4 separate regions of the Mus musculus genome follow, and all the other regions are linked to region 2. A link is a contact called in public HiChIP or PLAC-seq and promoter capture Hi-C data. All regions are on one chromosome and are shown on one strand. The core of a region is the stretch at or near the end of the contact, and the rest is flanking DNA. Distances in the headings are between cores, read along the strand shown.

Region 1 (2,903 bases), core at 325-2,824, 820 kb after region 2:
TGCAGTTTATCAAACAAGTGTTAAGATAGACTGTTTTATGGTGAAGAAGGACTTTTGAGTTGTATTCTGAAGAAAAGATTTTGAACTAAGTCATTCCTGCCAATTTGCATGCTGCTAGAACATATCAAGCTAAGCGACTAGATTTATGACAGTTTGAGAAGAGGTAATAGGTTTAGTAGCTTCCTTGGATGATAAAGATGCCAACTACCTCTCTCAACATATTCAAAGAATTAAACACTGAAAAATAACAGCTATAGACTATTCTAAGTTGAAAAAATATAACAATTGAATCTAAAGAGTTTCTGTTGCAAAATATGTTCATTTTATAGTGAATAAAATTAGAGATTTTAATGTTTTTAGGATATAAAATGTTCAAATATATTCTTTAGGAGCATATAAAGAAAATATTAGAGTGGATATTTTGATCCTTCTTAGAAGGGGGAACAAAATACCCATGGAAGGAGTTACACGTTAGGTGCAGAGACTGAAGGATTAACCATCTAGAGACTACCCCACTTGAGGACCCATTCCATATACAGTCACCAAAACCAGACACGATTGTGGATGCTAACAAGATCCTGCTGACAGGAGCCTGATATAGCTGTCTCCTGAGAGGCTCTGCCAGTGTCTGACAAATACAGAAGTGGATGCTCACAGCCATTTATTGGACAGAGTACAGGCTCCCCAGTGAAGGAGCTAGAGAAAGTACCCAAGGAGCTGAAGGGGTTTGCAGCCCCATAGGAAGAACAACAATATGGACTAACCAGTACTTCCAAAGCTCCCAGGAACTAAACCACCAACCAAAGAAAACACATGGTGGCACTCATGGCTCTAGCTGCATACGTAGTGGAGGATGATCTAGTTGGTCATCAATGGGATAAGAAGCCCTTGGTCTTGTGAAGGTTCTGTGCCTCAGTATAGGGGAATGCCAGGGACAGGAAGCAGGAGTGGGTGGGTTGATGAACAGTGAGTGGGGAAGGGATAAGGGATTTTCAGAGGGAAAATGAGGAAAGGGGATAACATTTTAAATGTAAATAAAGAAAGAAAAAAATCTCATGTATATGCAAAAAAAGTAGAAAATAAAAATAAAGTATCTTAGGATTATTTTCAAACACTTAGGAAACAACAATGTAGAACTGTGAAGATATCATGTGCCTAAAATTCCTTAACTGCTCAGCCCATTCCAACACTCTCAGATGCCTTCTTCACACAGCCCTGTCTCATATTTCATTGCCATGCTTGCCAATCAGTTACAGTCTTTGGCCCCATGTCACTTTCATCCTATTGGATGACTGTCATGGGAGCTGCCCAATGGTGCGCTGCTAATGAGGCAGCTTAAAGAGCAGCTGGGGATGTGCAATTGCTGGATTAGGGTCAAGGCCAAGAGAGAAAATAGATGGGAGAGATACAGCCTGAATGACTGCCAATAAACAGGAGTTCTATTATCCTGCTAAAGCAGGACATTCATTACCATCTATTGCAACATAATTTGGGTTCAGTCAAGCTGTCTCCCTCTCCCTTTGGATTTACAATTCATAAACCACAAAGGGTCCAAAGGGTGCATTGTCCCTTGTAGCTATGTAACCCAGGGTGAGCGAGAAGCACGGCAGAAATGAATGAGCTATGCAGTCCCTAATGTGAGCACCATCAGGACTGACACCTTGGAACTGTGACATAAGGTGCAGGCATCATGCCAAAATTGTTTTACATCTCTCTGGTGCCAGTGTGCTCATTAAGCAAAAACAAAGTAAAAATACCTTGTTTGTTCTTTCGAAAATTAGAGTGTGGTCCTTATAGCCAGTATCTTCATGATAGTTTCCTCTTGTCACTGGTGAGGTGGCTGCATGAAAACAAGAATGGTTTGTTGATGCTTCATCATGCAAACTTATATGTGTATATGTGAATGTATGTATGTATGGCTGGGTGGATTATATAATATATAAATGTATATGCATTTCACGATTTTCTCAGTCTCAGAGAATAATCTCTATATTTTTAGTAGTTTTATATTGTTCTATGTATAAATACTATTATGAAGAAAATGTTCTCATGTCTTTTTTTTTCTTATATAAGAGTGGATTCCTCTAAATAGTGTAAATGTGTCTCTTCATTTTTCTTTGTGCCTCTACTGATCTTTTTCAATTACATCCCCTATTATCATTTGGATTCAGTGCTAAAGTCCACCTGCCACATGAACTAATGGGACTATAGTGGTATTGTCTATGTTCTGTAATTAGTTTAAAAGGCAAATGAGCTTGGTGAAAGAAGCAAGTTCTGTAATTCAGAGCAAATTAACCAATGCACAGTGAAGACAATAAATCACTGTAGTAAAGTGAAAGGAAGGAAATGTAAAACTCTCCTGTTTCAATTGGATTGGGAATGGAAAATCCTAGAGGACATCCTCACACTCTCACTACTGGGTCAGATCTACAAGTCCAGGGGAGAGGACTTGAAAGCCACAGTAGACATGTTCTTTTTACTCTTATGACTTGAACATATAAGGCACACATAATTTGCAGATTTGGACTTGCGTCATTCATCCACACAGGTTTATTTGCTTATTGAGATTTTATTCTTAAGTCGGTGTAAGTGTCAAATTTACTACAAATCATATCTTAATCTCCACATATGCTTTATGGAAAATTTATCTTATTGTTCCCAAGTTATAAAGTTTTGAATTGAAATTTTCACAAGTGTAGGTATTTCAAATGGTCCCTCCAAACAACACTTAGTAATAGTTGAAAACATCTGCATCTGATTCTTCCTATCACTTTATAAATATGTTATAAATATTAAAAACACACATCATTCTGTTTAACCAATAAAGACAGTTTCTTCTTGGTGAAGTCAGGACATTTATTTTTATTATGGCTTTCAACTTTGTAATAGTGTAATTTTTACTG
Region 2 (2,931 bases), core at 382-2,881:
TCCTTTTCTGCCTTTCACAACCCCCTTCCTCAAAAATTAAAGTTCTTGTTAAACAGCTTGTAAAACAGCCAGTGGTGCTCTAAATAACAGCTACCGGGTCAGCCACTTTCTCCAAAATAAAATTACCAGCCAGCCTGAAATCGTCTTCCAACATCAGCACCAAATAAAGGTTTCTAAAACCCACACACATCCTATGAGCCTTGTTGTCATCTCTCTCAGTAATCCGGACGTGTCACTTCTCCAGGTTCTCAGGACCCAACCGCACCCAACCTCCCAGCTCAGGTCTCAGACCTCTTTCCGTCAGCCTTCCAACTTCCCAACCCCCAATCAGCCTCAGACCACAGGCAGGTTCTTTGCCTGGCGAGCACTCTGCAGCTATGTCAAACAATGCAACCAAAGATACCAGAGAGATCCGGAAACGCCAGCAAAAGCGGACAAACATTAATTGGAGATGAAGAGCGGGGATTTAGTCTCCGCAGCGGCGCTTGGAGCGCTGCGACCGGCTGACACAAGCTCCACCTCACCCATCCACCCCAGGGCGCCTTGGTCCCCACCTCCATTTCCCTACCTTCGTTGCTGGGGCTGGCCAAAAGGGTCCGGAGCGCCGCACACAAGAGAAGGCACGTCCAGAGGGGGCCCTTTAGAGGTGCCGAATAGCAGCCTGCCAGAGAGGCAGGGACGCGGGGGGTGTCGTCGCCGCCACCTCTGCCCTGGGTCCGTCGGTGTCCCGCACCGCGGGGCCCGGAGCCCCGCATTTTCTACTACCCTCTTCTGCCTCTTGTGTCCTGCGTGGCTCAGCCTAAGGTTCAGGCTTGGTGGAAGGGGCGAGAGAGACGTGGAACTCCTCCTCCTGGTGGGGTCCTGTACCTTCTGGCTCTCGACCCCTCTAAATGCGGGAATCACAGATCCGCAGAGACCGCTGAAGAAGTTTGCTTCTGGCTCCTGTCGCCCTCCCTTTCAGTTGGATAAGATGAATTAGAAGTTCTGATGGCTAGTACAGTCCTGGGTGGGCTCGGTCAAGGGTCTGTAGAGGGTCGGGAGTCCCGCTTCTTTGCCCTTTAAGACTTTTTCTTTTTCTGGCACCCCCCTTCTTCTTCTTCTTCTTTTTTTTTTTTAAGTGCCACCAGGGTCGGAGTGGTGGTGAAGGTTCCCTTTCAGTCTTCAGTGCCGATATGGACGAGATTAAAGAAGACGAGTCATCTTAAATCAAGATGATGTTTTCAATAAAAGAGAGAGAGAGACAGAGAGAGAGACAGAGAGAGAGAGAGAGACAGAGAGGAGGGAGGAGGGGGGAATCAAGCAGAGTGTCTACGGATCAAGGGGAGAAGAGTAGAGCAAACGGTGTGTGGCAAACACCGAGTAGAGTGGAGCCCAGGCAGCAAGCGATCTAGAGAACTGGAGAGGCTGGCAGAGGGAAGTCAAATCGCTGCGGGCTGAGCTCGGCCGGGGGCGGTGCGACCGGCGGAGCGGGCTGGAGCGCGGGCCCGAGAGCGCAGCAGAGCCCGGAGGCTCGAGCCGCTGCGGTTCCCGCTGCTCAGCGCGGAGGCGGAGTGCGCGGCGACCAGGGCGAACCGGCGACTGCACCCGCGCGGCGCTCGCTCGCTCGCTCGCTCGCTCGCTCCTGCTGTGTCTGGAGCTCCAGCGTCTCCCCGAGCCTCCCGACTCCGCGCCTCCCACCTCCTCCCTCCGCCCTGCGCTCCCCCGCCCTCTGCTGCTCGCGGCCTCGCCAGTGACAAGCTACTGTAAGTGTGACTCGCTTAAACGAAGTCGCACACCCACAGAGGGAAGTAATCTGCAGGCTGCCGTGGTGAGTGTTGCCTAGCGGTCTCTGAGAAAGGCGCGTCTTCCTCCCGGGATAATTAGGGTAAAGAATCCTCGCTACAGTGCCTGCGAGGACCAGAGGTCCCTGAAGGAGGAAGGGAAGCCAGCCCTAGCTCAGACCGCAGCAGGAGGATCAGTGGGTCCCTGAGTCTGGCATAGCGCCTGCTGCCCTTTGCAGACTGTGGCACCAACAACCTTGTCGTCATATAACAGCACATTCACAGGCTCTGCTGGTCCGTGGATAGTTTCTTTAACACCTATGCCCCTCGGTTCCTTTGACCCTTTCTGTTCTTCTGGAATAAGATAGTCACTCAACGCTTTCTTGAGAAGTAAACTGTAGACTAAAGTCAGGGATAGCAGGTCGCTTTGAGATCTCAGAGAATCAAAGAATTTGACTGTTGGCATTTGTACTAGGCTAGGCACTCTATACTACATGAAGACTTAATTCATTTATTTCAGTGATAGAATACTTTAGTATTGAAATTACGTAATGGGAAAACATGCAGTTAACTCCAATGAAATTAACATGGGTATAATAATGTCAGAGCTTTAACATTTTTAATTATTTTAATTGCCCGTGGTTCATTACACTGAAAGAATAACAAATAACCAGGAAAACGCAGCTGAAGGGCATCTCCGTTTTTCTGTGCTTCCCCTGTGTTGTGTCAACCTGCTTTAACATCCATCTTCAATTTACTCGTTCATTGTTTCAAAAAGATACACAAGAAGGGGAATTTTAGAAGGCCAGCTCTCAATATCAGAATACAAAGTATCTCCCAAAATGTGTGTGTGTGTGTGTGTGTGTGTGTGTGTGTGTGTGTGTGTTTTAAAGAAGAAAGGCATTTCATTTAATTCCGGCCTTTGATAACTACTTTTAAGACTGGGCACCTGCTCACACTCACTAGTCTGTTGATGCCTTCAAAATAAATTTGTCACAATGGTTAGACGGTGCCCTATGGGTTTTGTTTAGATGCGTTCAATAAAGGAGAAAGAAACACTGCAGCGGTGGCACACTCGTTTAAGGAGATGGACGCTCATCTTTGACCCCCCCCCCAAATGTTTTGGCAATAGGAAGCCGAAAACAGATTCATTCTATTATAATGTTCTTCG
Region 3 (2,907 bases), core at 39-2,538, 550 kb before region 2:
TTTTGTGTGTAAGACTGGTCATTAGTGAAAACGAAATTTCCCACATGGAGCCAGCCTACAACAGTCTATCACATCTGTAATTTGCATGTGTTTTCTTAAATTTAATTGTCTAACATTTTAACTAACTTGTTTCTAAAGATATGTTTTTATAACCCATGTTTTATATAGGAAACAAAAGGACACTCATCCTTTTCTTTTATCCCAAGTAAATGTTTACACAATGAACAGTAATACCATGAAGTGTCAGTGAAGCTTGGCTGAACTTCTAGCTTACGTAAAAAGGTGTTTCTCACTTTTGTAGAAACCGTGCTGAGATTTATAACCTAATACATGAATAAAATAGTAGTTCATATTGCCATCAAAGTTCATTTTAAAATAGTCATATATCATCAACATTGATGCTCAGAACAAACTAATCTAATATTAGAAGTCTCACTTCTAAAGGTTCGCATGCATGTTCTACTATGCGTCTAATGGTTTTAATTTTTCTTTTGTCTGTCAGAACTGTATGTCACCTGTGGTTGGTCTGGATAATCTAAGGATGATAAATCAGAAAAGAACAAGTCAGTGGAGTGGCAGACTTGATGGCTGATTTAGAGTACTGAGCAAACATTTGTCTATATTTTGAGTGGATCCATATTAGGAGAGGCCTTTGGTTCTAGGGTTCACATCTGCATACAAATGTGCCCTGTGTCACAGGAATAAACCTTGATCTAAACATTTCCCTAGTTCAGAGGCTACTTCAGAGGCTTATGGTATGGTTTCAAATCTTAGAAAGCTCATATACAAGACAGTTCACATTGAGATGCTAGAAAATGGCAAGAGAAGTAATATCTGGTAAGGGAGAGAAAAAGATGGAAGCTTATTTTTATCTATGAAATATTTATAGGTTTTGCATGTTTCATTCTAATATGAATGCAAATACTGCGAACACTTTCTACTCATGCAGTACTGACATTTACCAAATAGAATTCTGCTATTTGACCTCCTTCTGTAAACATTGACATTGCACTCACATTTATAATAGATTTCTGTCTGTTTTACTGCAGTTGGATGTTTCCACCGGGAATGTTATTAGTTATTATGGCTGCGAATGCACCTGCACCAGCTGTGTGGCTAAGCATAGGAAAGGCACCAGCCAAAATCCCGGAGTCTCTTAACAGACCTTTGTTGCATTTCTGCCATGGAACCAACATCCATCCTGAAACAGCAGGAAGGAAAACTTCCCCCAAAGCTTCATTTCCATAGAAATGAGGATCTGACTTGTACTTGCATTTTCTTCCTGGCAGTGTCTGATGTCCCTTTCCTTGAATCCTAATCTTTATCTTTTATCCATTAGCTGCAGACAGACTCATGTTACGATGGTAGAAATTATTGGAAAAAGAGCACGAAGCCAATTGAATCATAGGAACATAGAAATGTTAAGGAAAAAAAATCAATACAATCAAGTTTATGAGAAAGCCCCAACAGAATGGAGAAAGCATAACCTTGGTCTATTTTTTAAAGTTATTGAACCATTAACACAAATTGCATTACGGAGATGTTATTTGAGATCAGAAGTTATTTTCCAAAAGAAATTTCTCATTTTATTTGGAGCTCTTGTGGTAGTTATATTTTTAATTTATTTTTTTTCAGGATGGTAAAGATGAGAACAGATCAATTGAGAATATAAATGTTAAGAAAAGTTCTCTGCAAAATCTGACATGAAAGGGAAAATAACTATGAACTCAAAAAGAAATGGAGACGTGCCTCTGGTAGATACGGTCTCAATGTAGACAAAATGAATGTGTATGTGTATAAAATAATGATTATAGGAAAGAAAAAAAGAAGATAGCACTTCCTGACACACACACCTCAGAGTCTGAATCATGAACCAAAGAACATTCACAGGCTGGACCTAGGCTTCCCCACACATGTGTAGCAGATGTGCAGCTTGGCTTTCATGAGAACATCAAACAAGTGGAGCAGAGGTTATTCCAAAAGCTATTGCCTGTATGTGGGATATATTTTTCTAGTTGGCTGCCTTGCCTGGCCTCAGTGGAAGAGAAAGTAGCTAGCCTCGCAGAGACTTGAAGTACAAGGCAAGGTGTATAAATGGGGTGGAGGAGTGCTACACTCCCTCAGATGAGAAGGGGACTGGAGATGAAGGAAGGATTCTTGAAGTGGATAACCAGGAGAGGAGGTCAATGAGCAGGATGTAAAGTGATAAATAAAAAATAAAATTAAATAATAATAATAAAAAAAAACGAAGCTCTGTAAACTTGAGAAGGAATCAGGGAGGACATGGGACCAATTGGGAAGAGAAGAGGGGGTGAGTAGAAATAATATACTACAGCATAGCTTTATGACTTTTAAGTAAAACAAATTAATTTAAAAAAAAAGACAAAATGTCTCATTCAGGCCTGGTAACTTACATGTCATTTATTCTCAGGATCTTGTGCAGTCTTTTCATTTCCTGGATTTCATTACAATGAGAAGGTTCTCTGATTAAAGCTGAGTAGACTTTTGTCTATAATTATAAACATAGATATTTAACTGCAGTTTGAAGCCACTTGATGTAAAAACAGTATTAAATTCCTCGCAAGAGATTATAACTTCTTCAGCCATATGATTGTTTCACCATATTTACAGTAGGAAAATGGGTTTCCTCTTGTGGCACTGGCTCAAATCCAATCATAGAGCAGTTGGATACCCCTTAACCATTGTGTCATTGATGAACAAGTCTGCCTAGATGATTTTGATTGTACTTTATGGGGGTTCATACTTGACTAAGACCATCGGTGTCATTTTCCCTTCTCTGGCAGCCTCATCTGAAAACAAGGCAGAAGAGAGATGTTCCAGTTACTTCTAGCTAGCTTTCACTGTATCCTACAGATAAGAAGGTGTGTGATCTCTTCAAGGAGAGGG
Region 4 (2,802 bases), core at 235-2,734, 930 kb after region 2:
GTGATATAATACCTACAAATTGATAAATCTCTGCAATAATTTAGGTTGTTAGCCAAGATTAACTTTCATATATTGCAAGGTCCCAGAGGATATAGAGAAAGGTGTGTGGGGGGGAACTAAAGGTCAAATGTATAGGTAAATGTTGGTGTCTCAGTTTCTCAGCATCTAATTTGTAAATGGATTAACTAAAGATTAGATTTTTAAAACAAAACTATGAGGAAGATTTGTTTCATGAAACTTCACCCTTATGCTTTTCATGAGAGAATTCCAAACCAAATAGAAACATGTTAATTATTACATACATACATAATGTTATATAAATAAATGTTAATACACAAATTTATATGCATCTTTACACTGAACTCCAATACTAAAAATGTTGAAATAGGCACCATAGCATTAGAAAGAATGGCAGACATGGAAGGCAACGTTCACTACATCCTAGTTATTTCCTTCTTTACAGATTTTATCAGACATATTTATGAAATTCTGAACGAATTTTCAGAGTTTCACTCCTGAAATGATTTTCCTTAGCACATTAAGAATCTCTTTTTATTGTTGATGTTGCTCATGAGGAGAAATGCTAAAACACAAAACTGGAGAAATTCAAAAGTGAAGTGATAGGCAATCTTCAAAAGGGTGTTTTCCCTTCAGACTCTTTCCACTTGATAGCATTAGAAAGCTCTCACATTGTGTGATAACAGTTCCCTCTGACACCTTGCAACACAGGCAAACCACCCTTTTGGGCTTCAACAACATATGAATGGGGATCAGTGCCATTCACTGCTGCTGTTCCTGGAGAGTCACGGGGCACATCTTCGCACGCGCAGATTTTTTTCTTCTTCTCATTCAGCTCCATCCAGCACAGCATGTCTGTCTTAGCTGTGCTCCAGGCAATGGATTGTTCTCAGCATATGTCTCACACAGTTGCTCTTGCTGTTCCAAAACACAGTGATTTGAGTGTTTGTTTCCTTACTCTTCATTCCTAGGACTGCCACGGAATTAGCACTCGTTTAATCTTCCACTCTAGAATTCTGTGAAGATAAGGCAGCATTCATACAACTCACAGACTTTTCTAATCCATCTGTCATCCTTCAGGAAACTGCTAATGACATCTTTCCTCCTTCTGTAGATGTTCTGTGCAGTGTTTTCAGCTCCAGGTGATCTATTAGGCAAATGTATGTCTTTTATGTCTGAATATCAAAGTGTTAGTTTTAAATGAGAATGGCTATGCAAGCCATCCCGATAATGCAGTTTTCCATGTCATAGGCACTGGTCCACCAAACTCAAATTAAGTGTAGGCTTTGACACTGGATTGTGCATGTTAAAGACTCACTTTATTGCAAACATTTCCCCTGCAAGAATCAACTAGTTTTTCTTTATTTAGTGGAATACTGCGATCCTTAGTAGGCTGTGGGATGCTTAAAACATGTTAGGTGCACATATGTTGCCATAACTGCCAGATGATGGCTGTTGCACAGGACACCATGTGTAGGAGTAGGGTGGGAGGGAGGCAGACAAGGACTGATGCAGAGCTGACAGACCTGAGGGGAGCAGATGGTGGTGGAATACTCACAAAGCTTTAAAATACACAGCATTTCTCGTTCCAAGTAATTACACGGGGACTTCTTCAATGCCAGAGTTTTGAAAGCTAATTGCCTTGAGTAGCTGTGACCATGACTGTGTTTGTCCAAAAGGGAATCTGGAAGGGGTGGTACCGAAAGCAAAGTGACATGAGTGTTCTGACTCTACTAACTCATTTATTCAACACTCATTAATTATATAATTTCATAGTTCATAGGTTTCAGAAGAGGCATGCAAGAGTATGTCAGCTGCCCTTTGGTGTTAAATGGTAGGAAAAAAATATAAAAGGTCAGAGGTTAGAAATGATTATGCTTAGTACCATCAAATGGAAAAAAGTCAAACTAGATATTATTTTTACAAAAAAAGCATTAATATCTATAGTTTAGTTTATACAAAGAGAAGGGAATTGAGTGAGGGTTTCTGATGAGTAAGTGTCCAAAATAAATAAATAAATAAATAAATAAATAAATAAATATGTCCATCTCTGTAGGACTCTGTCCATTACTTCACACCCTGTGAACCTGCTTTGGAATGTGTATATAAATATATGTAGGAGTGCATGTATATGTATATATGTGTTAATATGTGTGTATATATATATATATATATATATATATATATATATGTGTGTGTGTGTGTGTGTGTGTGTGTGTGTGTGTGTGTGTGTGTGTGTGTGTGTGAGTGTGTATTTAGGTATGTTCATGTGTGCATTATATGTATATGTATGTATATATGTATATATGTAGGCATTTATATGTGCACATGTATGTGTTTGCATATATGTGTGTATGTGTGTGTGTGTATTTGTATAGAAGATAGATTGATAGATAGATAGACAACAAACAGGCAGATAGACAGACAGACAGATAGATACTTGTGAGGGACCTGTGTGTGTGTGTGTGTGTGTGTGTGTGTGTGTGTGTGTGGTGTAAGTTTGTATGCCCATGAGGGCAAAGGTTAAGAAATTATATTACAGAGTTGTTAAGGCTGCCAATTCCACTCACAGGCTCAGGAACCAGGTTGTTTTTGAAGTTAAAATCACCTGAAAACACACCAAATTCCAACCATTTCAAGTGACCTCAGATTATTTTTGTTGTTTGGTTTGTTTGTTTCTCTTAAGATTTCTGTAACTTATTGGCTGAAGAAAGTCAAAATAAAGGAAAAAAAAAACCACAACATACAAATATTAGATAAGAAAGCAATGCTAGCCAATGCAAT

Evidence for each region. Promoter capture Hi-C pulls out the DNA fragments that hold promoters and counts their contacts. HiChIP or PLAC-seq counts read pairs in DNA pulled down with a chosen protein or histone mark.
Region 1: an H3K4me3 HiChIP or PLAC-seq map of neural progenitor cells shows a contact between it and region 2, with 18 times the contacts expected there. The contact joins the enhancer-like site here to the promoter of Epha5 in region 2. A contact is called at or near these places in 3 of 39 promoter capture datasets (the C10 cell line, hippocampal neurons and liver), 2 of 484 Hi-C or Micro-C datasets (both in neural progenitor cells) and 4 of 115 datasets of contacts at active chromatin or transcription factors (the 230-238 cell line, embryonic forebrain, neural progenitor cells and 1 more).
Region 3: an H3K4me3 HiChIP or PLAC-seq map of neural progenitor cells shows a contact between it and region 2, with 9 times the contacts expected there. The contact joins the enhancer-like site here to the promoter of Epha5 in region 2. A contact is called at or near these places in 3 of 39 promoter capture datasets (epiblast stem cells, liver and stem cell-derived epiblast-like cells), 1 of 115 datasets of contacts at active chromatin or transcription factors (neural progenitor cells) and 1 of 9 other capture datasets (embryonic stem cells).
Region 4: a contact with region 2 is called in a promoter capture Hi-C map of hippocampal neurons, with 11 times the contacts expected there. The contact joins the enhancer-like site here to the promoter of Epha5 in region 2. A contact is called at or near these places in 1 of 39 promoter capture datasets (hippocampal neurons), 1 of 484 Hi-C or Micro-C datasets (cortical neurons) and 4 of 115 datasets of contacts at active chromatin or transcription factors (embryonic forebrain, forebrain, neural progenitor cells and 1 more).

The regions. Positions count from the first base shown.
Region 1 is chr5:85,238,302-85,241,204 of GRCm38.p6, forward strand. No RefSeq gene overlaps it. Among named protein-coding and RNA genes, the nearest start is that of Gm35251, 470 kb to the right of the region's middle. Within about 2 kb of position 1,575, at least 31 of the 459 cell types and tissues checked have an H3K27ac peak or open chromatin away from gene starts, as enhancers often do. A contact at or near this core is called in embryonic forebrain, neural progenitor cells and stem cell-derived neural progenitor cells, where this site is marked.
Region 2 is chr5:84,415,751-84,418,681 of GRCm38.p6, forward strand. It overlaps Epha5 (Eph receptor A5), which reads right to left and starts at 1,632. Exons shown (of 16, transcript NM_007937.3): 1 at 569-1,632. The coding sequence starts at 755. Gm42163 reads left to right here and starts at 988. Exons shown (of 4, transcript XM_030254978.1): 1 at 988-1,026; 2 at 1,364-1,807. The coding sequence starts at 988.
Region 3 is chr5:83,867,448-83,870,354 of GRCm38.p6, forward strand. No RefSeq gene overlaps it. Among named protein-coding and RNA genes, the nearest start is that of Gm24792, 150 kb to the left of the region's middle. Within about 2 kb of position 1,289, at least 3 of the 459 cell types and tissues checked have an H3K27ac peak or open chromatin away from gene starts, as enhancers often do. A contact at or near this core is called in neural progenitor cells, where this site is marked.
Region 4 is chr5:85,345,362-85,348,163 of GRCm38.p6, forward strand. No RefSeq gene overlaps it. Among named protein-coding and RNA genes, the nearest start is that of Gm35251, 360 kb to the right of the region's middle. Within about 2 kb of position 1,485, at least 17 of the 459 cell types and tissues checked have an H3K27ac peak or open chromatin away from gene starts, as enhancers often do. A contact at or near this core is called in cortical neurons and hippocampal neurons, where this site is marked.